2 separate regions of the Canis lupus genome follow, and region 2 is linked to region 1. A link is a contact called in public Hi-C data. All regions are on one chromosome and are shown on one strand. Each heading gives the region's core, a stretch centred on a gene start, on an enhancer-like site or on the middle of the called end of the contact. The rest is flanking DNA. Distances are from core to core; before and after follow the strand shown. Region 1 has its middle 75 kb from the start of SLC16A9. Region 2 overlaps CCDC6 (coiled-coil domain-containing protein 6).

Region 1 (3,915 bases), core at 404-2,903:
TTTACCTGTTGGTGAACTTCATATAAAAGGAATCATTTACGGGATGCCTGAGGTGGCTCAGCCGTTGAATGTCTGCCTCCTACTCAGGGCATGATCCCAGGTCCGGGAATCAAGTCCTGCATAGGGCTCCCCACAGGGAGCCTACTTCTCTTTCTGCCTCTGTTTCTGTCTCTCTCTCTGTCTCTCATGAATAAATAAAGTTTTTCTTTTTAAGGAATCATTTAGGATCTACTGTTTTGCATCTGACTTCATTTACTTAACATTATGTTTTTGGGATTAAGCCCTGTTGTTTGCAGATAAAGTATACAATGCTCAGCTAAATTTGAATTTCAGAAAAACAACAAATAATTTTTAGTAAAAGTATGTCCCATGCAATATTTATATTTTAATTTGCTAAATCTGGTAACTTTGATCCATATCGTGTTTTTAATAGTTCTTTTTTAAAAAATAGTTCTTTTTTTTTAAATGCTGAGTAGTATTCAATAGTATGAATGTACCACAATTTGGTGATATTTAGGTTGTTTTTGGTTATTATGAATAAAGTCCCTATGGATATTCTTGTATAAGTCTTTTTGTGGGTGTATGTTTTTATTCCTCTTGAGAGAAATACTTAGAAGTAGAATAGCTGGGTTGTGAGGTTGGAAATGCATTTTTTTTGTTATAAGAAACTCCCAGTTTCTCTAAGATTTTATTTATTAGGGAGAGAGAGAATGAGCAGTGAGGAGGGGAAGAGGGAGAGAGAAAGAAATGCAGACTCCCTGCTCAGCAATTCCAGGATCAGGAGATCATGACCTGAGCTGAAGGTAGATGCTTACTGACTGAGCCACTATGCATCCCAGAAACTCTAAGGTTTTCATTTTATATTCCCTGGAAGAATTTGAGCAAAGGAATGATGGAGTGATGGGCACTGCAGGGCTGAGGCACTGAGCAGCAATGAAGATACAGGAAGGCCTGGGGACTAGGGCAGTGGTATCATCTGGCTGGTATGGAAATATCTCAATATTTTATTATTTTATTTTATTATTTTTTAGAGAGAGTAAGAGAATGCATGGGCACACACATGAGCTGGGGTTGGGGGTAAGGGAGAGGGAGAGAGAGAATCTTAAGCAAGTTCTATACTCAATGTGGAGCCCAAGGTGGGGCTCCATGTCACGATCCTGAACTCATGACCTGAGCCAAAATCAAGTCAGACACTCAACAGACTGAGTCACCCAGATGCCCCCAAAATATTTCAGTATTTTACAGGTGATATAGTTGTGCCAGTTGTCTAGCTCCTAGAACAGCAATGTCCAATAGAAAAACAATGTGAGCCACATATATAAAGAATTTCTAGGAACCAAATAAGAAACAGGAAATTACTTTTAATATTTTATTTTACTCAGTAGATCCCAAATGTTATCATTTCAACATATAATCAATATATAATGTGATTAATGAGATCACATTGTTTTGAAATCCAGTGTGTATTTTAAACACACCTCCCACCTCTCTTCAGGAAGTAGCCAATGGCCACAAGTGGACCATGCCATTCTAGAAATTGTGGGGAAGCCTGCCTCCTTACTCTCTTTGCTCCTTGGGTTTTGGGGAGGTGACAAGTTGTTTACAATTTCCAGCAGGGCCTTCCTGGGGGTTCCTTCACTGTTTAACTCACCTGTAAACACACACAGCTCTTAACAGGCATAGAATTTACAACATAGACTTGGTGGCTCTTTCGGCTCTGAGCTCAATTATATTCATTAACTGGCCCATTGCTTAATGCTGGCTTCATTACTGAACCAAAGTGTGATTTAATTGCTTTTTAAGCTCCTTTGAATTTTCAGACCTAATTTACCAGCAGCCTGGAGCTCCAGAAACTCAGGCATCTGTGGGGTTTACTAAGAATAAATAGGAATTCACTATGCACTGAGGCCTTCCTTGTGGGGCCTTCCTAGGCCTGCGATTTCCTTTCTTATTCAGCTGCCCAAGATCAAGGATCTTTGCCTTTGCCTTCTTTTTGCCTTTTCCAAGCTGGCAACACCTGACCGCTTAAGAAGCATTTCCTGTGCTTCAGCCCCACCTTGTGGTATAGGAGGAAAAAGTCGAGAAGTAGGCCGCATCCATCTTGGGATCATTGAGCATAATTAACAGCCTTGAAAGGCCATCTGGCTTTTGCTGTCTTCTTCAGTCTGAGAGGAAATGAGATTTGTTGCTGGGTATGGAATGTCTCCTACAGGCTAAACTGCCTGCTGAGAAATCGGGCGGTGTAGTGGGTCCAATTTGAATGAAGCAGAGAGTCACGCAGAATCACAAATCCAGGCTGCTACTGTTCTATTATTTGAATTGAATTGTGTCCACGTTTCACAGATGACTTGGCTCAGCCAGAGAGCTTGGCATCTCCATTAGCTGTTACTGTAAAATGTTGAGTTGATGCCTTCAGTTACTCCAAGTTAGGAATTAGCTTCTGGCCGTGGACGATACACCCTGGAAATTGCACTCACTTCGTGGGTCTGCAACCCAATCTGCAGCTGAATTTCACTAGCAGACATGTTGGCTTGGGCAGCGTAGGTTGAAAATAAGTGGCATTAGAAAACCAGGAGACAGAGCAGAAGCTTTACTGATATCCATAACCTCACATGCTTCCCTATTATCTCGCACCCATATTCCTTAATCTCTTTATCGGTTGCTTCTGTTGGAAAGATGTGAGCTTGCAATTTCCTTACTGGTCCAGAAATGCTGATTGACTCACTTGTGGTCATACTGTTAGGCAGTGGGAGAACTTTATTGATTAACTTACCGTTCTTAATCATTGCTTCATCCCACAAATTTCCTATTAAAAATAAGTCATCAGATTTTTGCAGAGATATGTTTGTAGTCAGTGCTGGATAGAGTCAATATCCTAAGGCTCCCGGTTTCCCAACATCAGAACCTTAGCTTGATTGTGGTAATCATTTCACGATGCATATGCTTGTCAGATCATCACATGACATCTTAAATATACACACTCTTGAATTTGTCAGTATCTCAATAAAGCTGGGGAGGGAAGCACAAACCTTAGGGGACCTGTTTATTGTCAACAATTCAAATCTAAGCTTTACCCTTCATTAGCTGTGTAGCTCAGACAGGATGTCTATTGATTCCATTTCTGTGACTCCATTTCCTCTTCTAATTCACTAAATTAATAACATATACAGGCCTTAAGCAGGAGCTTGCAACCTAAGTATTTACTGATGACAGTAATCGGTGTTAGGACTAAGTGAAGGTTCAAGATGAACCTGACATGAGTGCCTCCCTGGCCTCCCTGAAATCCTTGCCCCGATGGTGATGCTGATGCTGATGATGATGCAGCTGGTATGAAATGGCCTTTGCCTTAGTCAGTTCGGGCTGCTATACAAAAGTACCATAATCCAAGTGGCTTATAAACACAGAAATTTATTTCTCATGGTTCTGGAGGATGGAAGTCCAAGATCAGGGTGCCAGAATGGTTGGATTCCAGTGAAGACCATCTGGTTTACAGATGGCTGACTTCTCATTGGATCCTCTGCTGGAAGAGCAGAGAAGAGAGCTAGCTTTCTTCCTCTTCATATGTGGACTCTAATCCCATCATGGAGGCCCCACTCTCATGACCTGATCATCCCCCAAAGGGCACATCTCCTAATGCCATCACATGGCATTAGTTAGCATTTAATATATGAATTTTGGGTGGGCAGAGGGGTACCCAAACATTTCAGCCCATAACAGCATTATTCAGAGTGTTAATGTCATTGTGTCAAAAAGAGGGTCAAGGAGGCATTCTGAGGAGCAGCTGGACAGCCCTGATCCCATCATTGCTGTGCTCACCTTCTGGGATTTTACCCTAAGGGCTTTGTTCCTAGGATAAGCATGAGAAGACCTCAGGAGAACACCACATTAAGCTCTTATCCTGTCTTATTTTCTTTT
Region 2 (4,102 bases), core at 53-2,552, 130 kb before region 1:
ATAATCCTTGGGACAGTGGAGGTAGATTTCTACATAGCTATTATTATCTGATGAAGAAAAGCCCAGTCCTCTCTGTTGAATGGCACAGCTGTTAGTAGGCCTCCACCTGGAGCTACAGTGTTCCATATTTCCCTTCCCTGTACCCCTAGGGAGAGGGGTGTTTACTAAGCAGTGGAGCCTTGTGACACCTGCTTTATACATGTCTCTTAGCCATAGCATCACTCTCTCAATACCCAGTTTGACCTCAAGATAGGAACCCCAAACATTGTCTCTTAGGAGTTCTCTTAAGAACTACTGAAATGCATGCAATTCACAGGGCGCCTGGGTGGCTCAGTCAGTTAAGCATCTGTCTTCAGTTGGTGATTTCAAAGGATTGAACCCTGCATGGGCTCCCTTCTCAGCGGGGAGTCTGCTTCTACAACTCTGCCCCTCCTCCTGCTTATGCTTGTGAACACCCTCTCTCTTGCTCTTGCTCTCAAATTTATAAAATCTTAAAAAAAAAAATAATGCATGCAGTTCTGATACTTTCCCCCCCCCTCCTTTAGGTATTTTAACGAGATGTCTGCACAAGGATTAAGACCTCGCACTGTGTCCAGCCCGATCCCTTACACACCTTCGCCAAGTTCAAGCAGGCCTATATCACCCGGTGAGTACACGTTCTCAGCTACTTCTGTGGATGATTTCTGGTATGTTTCATAGGCATCCCCAAATATGCTCCCCTCTAGCATATAAAAATCTTGTAAACAGAGGGAGAACAGTCATGTGTTTTTCAGAAACATGAAAAACAAATCACTATCAAGACAGAGTTTTAGCCTGAAATTTTTAAGCATAAATGTTATAGGGCCAGCTGGTGTTTTTTCATTTTTTTGTTGTTGTTGAAAAGGAATTTTAATCCAAAAATCCTTTTTTAAAAGACTGTCTTTGATTTTTAAGTGCCAGTGGATTGACAGAGCCTTGCATAGATGTCTAAGATGGAGCATAGCACACCTCCTGGGGCTTCTATTATTTTATTTTACATACATTATATCTCATTTCTACTCTCAGAATAATTAATATAGGCATCATTTTCCCATGTTAAAATTGAAGCAGTGATTTAAAAGTTCAGTGGCTGTTGGTCACAGGTCCAGGAGGTGGCAAGGCGGGGCAGGTCTTGCTTCCCAAATCCTTTGTCCTTTGGAGCACTAACTGCCTCCTGAGATTACTGGTGGCTGGGGAGCCGACTGGTGAGCCGACTGGTGGGTGAGCTGACTGATGGTGAGCTGGTCAGCCAGCCGGTGAGCTGGTCAGCCAGCTGGTAAGCTGGACTAGTGAGCAGACTGGAGAGCTGCCTGGTGAATAGGACTGGTGAGCTAACCGGGTAGCCGACTGGTGGTTGAGCCAACTGGTCAGTGAACTGACTAGTGAGCCAACTGGTGAGCTGACCCATGTAGTGGGACTGGGCCCCAACAGGCAGGCCCTGCATGAAGAAACTGGCCTTGCTTTTGGCTTTGCTTCTGCATCTGGGCTTTGCTCCTCAAAAGCCTTTCCCTCAAAGGCGTGCTTGTCTTCATCTGACCCCAAAAACCAGCCCCCTAGGCCTCCCTCCCGGTCTCTGGCTCAGAACCAGCACAGCGTGGGGCTCTCAGGCCAGGAGGGCAAGTCAATGATCCAGCAAGGATGAAAGAGGAAGCAGGGGGCCAGGGACCTGCCAGGGGAGTGGAGGGAGGGAAGAAAAGGTAGGCAGCCAAGGGATCGCATCTTGTGACTAAAGGGACAAGTCTGAGTTTCTTGTGCTTGCTGGTAAACAGATTTTAAACAGAGCTGGGGAGAAAGTATGTGTGTGGGGGAGTGGAGTTTCACAGCACAATAAAGTGAGCGCCTGCTTAGAAGGATGGCGGCAGGAAGAGGCTTTGTGGGTTTGGAAAGTAAAACAGCTGTGTGTTAGGGGTTCTATGACTTTGTGTGTTGTGACAATTGTGACAATGGACAACAGGGAATGCCCTTCAGGTGGACTTTCAGGTGGATGAGGGGAAAGGCCGCAGTAATGCACATTCCGCACATGCTGAGGTTAGATCCTGCCCAGTGCTCTGCTGCTGGGACCTTCCTTTCTTTTTATTTTCAAGAGGAGAAATCAAAAGAACATCCGGCACAAAGCATAGCAACTTTTGTCCAGTTCAGGCAGGGTAAAGAGGAGTTGTTCACAAACCAAAGGACTTCGTGTCATGGAGCAGTGCGTGACCATCTCCCCTTGTTCTTTCCCAAAGGATGTTCTGGAATCTGTTTCTCCTGTTCCCTGGTGGCCTTTAAATCTCTCCAAAAGCTCCCTCTTTCTTGCTGCCTCTCCATTTTCCCCAAACAGTACTTCAGTTTCATTACCACGATAAAGTCCTTCTTTGCCTTCTAACTTATTGACATAAAAGGAAGGCATGCTTCAGGAAGGAGCAATATGGAAGATAGTTTTTATAGTTGATGGTGATGCTGATTCATATTTAGTATAATTTAGCCTTCTGTTTGATTTATTTAAACCTAAAGAAATCCTTAGAGGCATGTATTTTCCAATTCATTAAGTGTAATGTTGTGGACTTTGAATAAAGCAAAAGCAAAAATCAGACCTTAGTTGGGAATATCAACTTCTGTTGTAATAGATACTCAATCGGAAGATCTTACTCTGTGTACATAATTTTGACTTTCACTGCAACTGTCTCTGTATGGGGGACTTTCCTGTAGAGATGAGCCATTTACTTTTCCCTTGGACAAAGTAATAAGTAACACCTAGATTTTTTTTTTCTTTCAGCCAGCCTAAGTGAGAAGAACCTTTTTGTGTCTTATTTTAAAGTTGTGTAATATCATTAAAGTAGATTTTATCTCATATTTGGCCAGAGAATTACTCCTTATCTAGTCCCTTGCAGTTCTATACATAGTATATCAGCAAAACCTGAATTTTCAAGTTTGCCTTTCAATTTAGTTTTTATTGGAAGAAGTTGTGGTTCTTGGTATTAAGAATATCTAATCACTTTCTTAGTGGAATTATGTTGTGTGTGTGTGTGCTTTTATTTCCATTTTAAGTATGGTGAGTGCTTATTTATTCCCTTACCATTTCTGATTAACATTGGCAGTCTTGTATTTCATCAAGTTGTTGAAATACTTCCTCTTTCAGTTTGAAAGTTCTATTTCCTAGAACTTTTGAAGGATCCTTTTCTTAATAATGTATCGACATGGGGCACCTGCATGGCTGGGTGGTTGAACGTCTGCCTTTGGCTCAGGTTGTGATCACGGGGTCCTCGGGGATCTTTAAAAAAATCTTAAAAAAATGTATTGACTTACATATGCAGATCATATTTGGGGAGAATATTACTTATCAGCAATAAGGTTGCTGATTTCAGGTCCGTTATTTTAGGCAGCCTAACAACAAGACACTCCCAATTAGCATATTTTGATGTGCCTAAATCATAGATGGGGTATAACAAAGTTTGAAAAAGTGTTCACACCCCACTACCCCACTAGCAACAAGCATACCCACTGCCCAGATCTGGGTGTTTTCTTTTTCTTTTTTTTTTTTTTTTTTTTTTAAGATTTTATTTATTTATTCAATGAGACACACAGAGAGAGGCAGAGACATAGGCAAAGGGAGAAGCAGGCTCCCTGGGGGGACCCTGATGCAGAACTCAATCCCCAGACCCTGAGATCACAATCTGAGCCAAAGGCAGATGGTCAACTGCTACACCACCCAGGTGTCCCCAGATCTGGGTTTTTAATTCCATTCTCCAGTGAAAAGAGCTGTGAACTCCTTGGAGAAATGGATGTTGGAGGGTTTGGAGCAGGGAACCTACAGGACGAACCCAGAAAATCTAGTAATACTACAAAGGAAGGAGGTGCTCAAAAAACAGCAAGATGAAGGTATGTGAAAGAGACACAGGAGCCCACCGAAAGTGCTCCCAAAAGCCAAAGCTGAAACAATCTGAGCAGCGAAAGAAAAAATGTGTTAGGTTATAACCCAAACATAAAATAAATATCCATGAATTTATACTAATATAAATAAATGACTGAGTAAATAAACAAGGGAGGAGAAACCGATCTCTCCTATGAAAGAATTCCAAATAATTTATGTAGCTGCTCTGCTCTC

Evidence for each region. A called contact is a pair of places that touch in the nucleus more often than the background predicts.
Region 2: a Hi-C map of skin fibroblasts shows a contact between it and region 1, with 2.8 times the contacts expected there. The contact joins two enhancer-like sites. A contact is called at or near these places in 3 of 9 Hi-C or Micro-C datasets (amygdala, blood and skin fibroblasts).

Annotation. Positions count from the first base shown.
Region 1 is chr4:12,516,374-12,520,288 of UU_Cfam_GSD_1.0, reverse strand. No RefSeq gene overlaps it. Among named protein-coding and RNA genes, the nearest start is that of SLC16A9, 75 kb to the left of the region's middle. Within about 2 kb of position 1,653, at least 2 of the 20 cell types and tissues checked have an H3K27ac peak or open chromatin away from gene starts, as enhancers often do.
Region 2 is chr4:12,649,116-12,653,217 of UU_Cfam_GSD_1.0, reverse strand. It overlaps CCDC6 (coiled-coil domain-containing protein 6), which reads left to right. Exons shown (of 9, transcript XM_038533990.1): 7 at 546-646. All of the region lies in intron 1 of LOC111095450 (a long non-coding RNA gene), which reads right to left. Among named protein-coding and RNA genes, the nearest start is that of MRLN, 35 kb to the right of the region's middle. Within about 2 kb of position 1,302, at least 3 of the 20 cell types and tissues checked have an H3K27ac peak or open chromatin away from gene starts, as enhancers often do.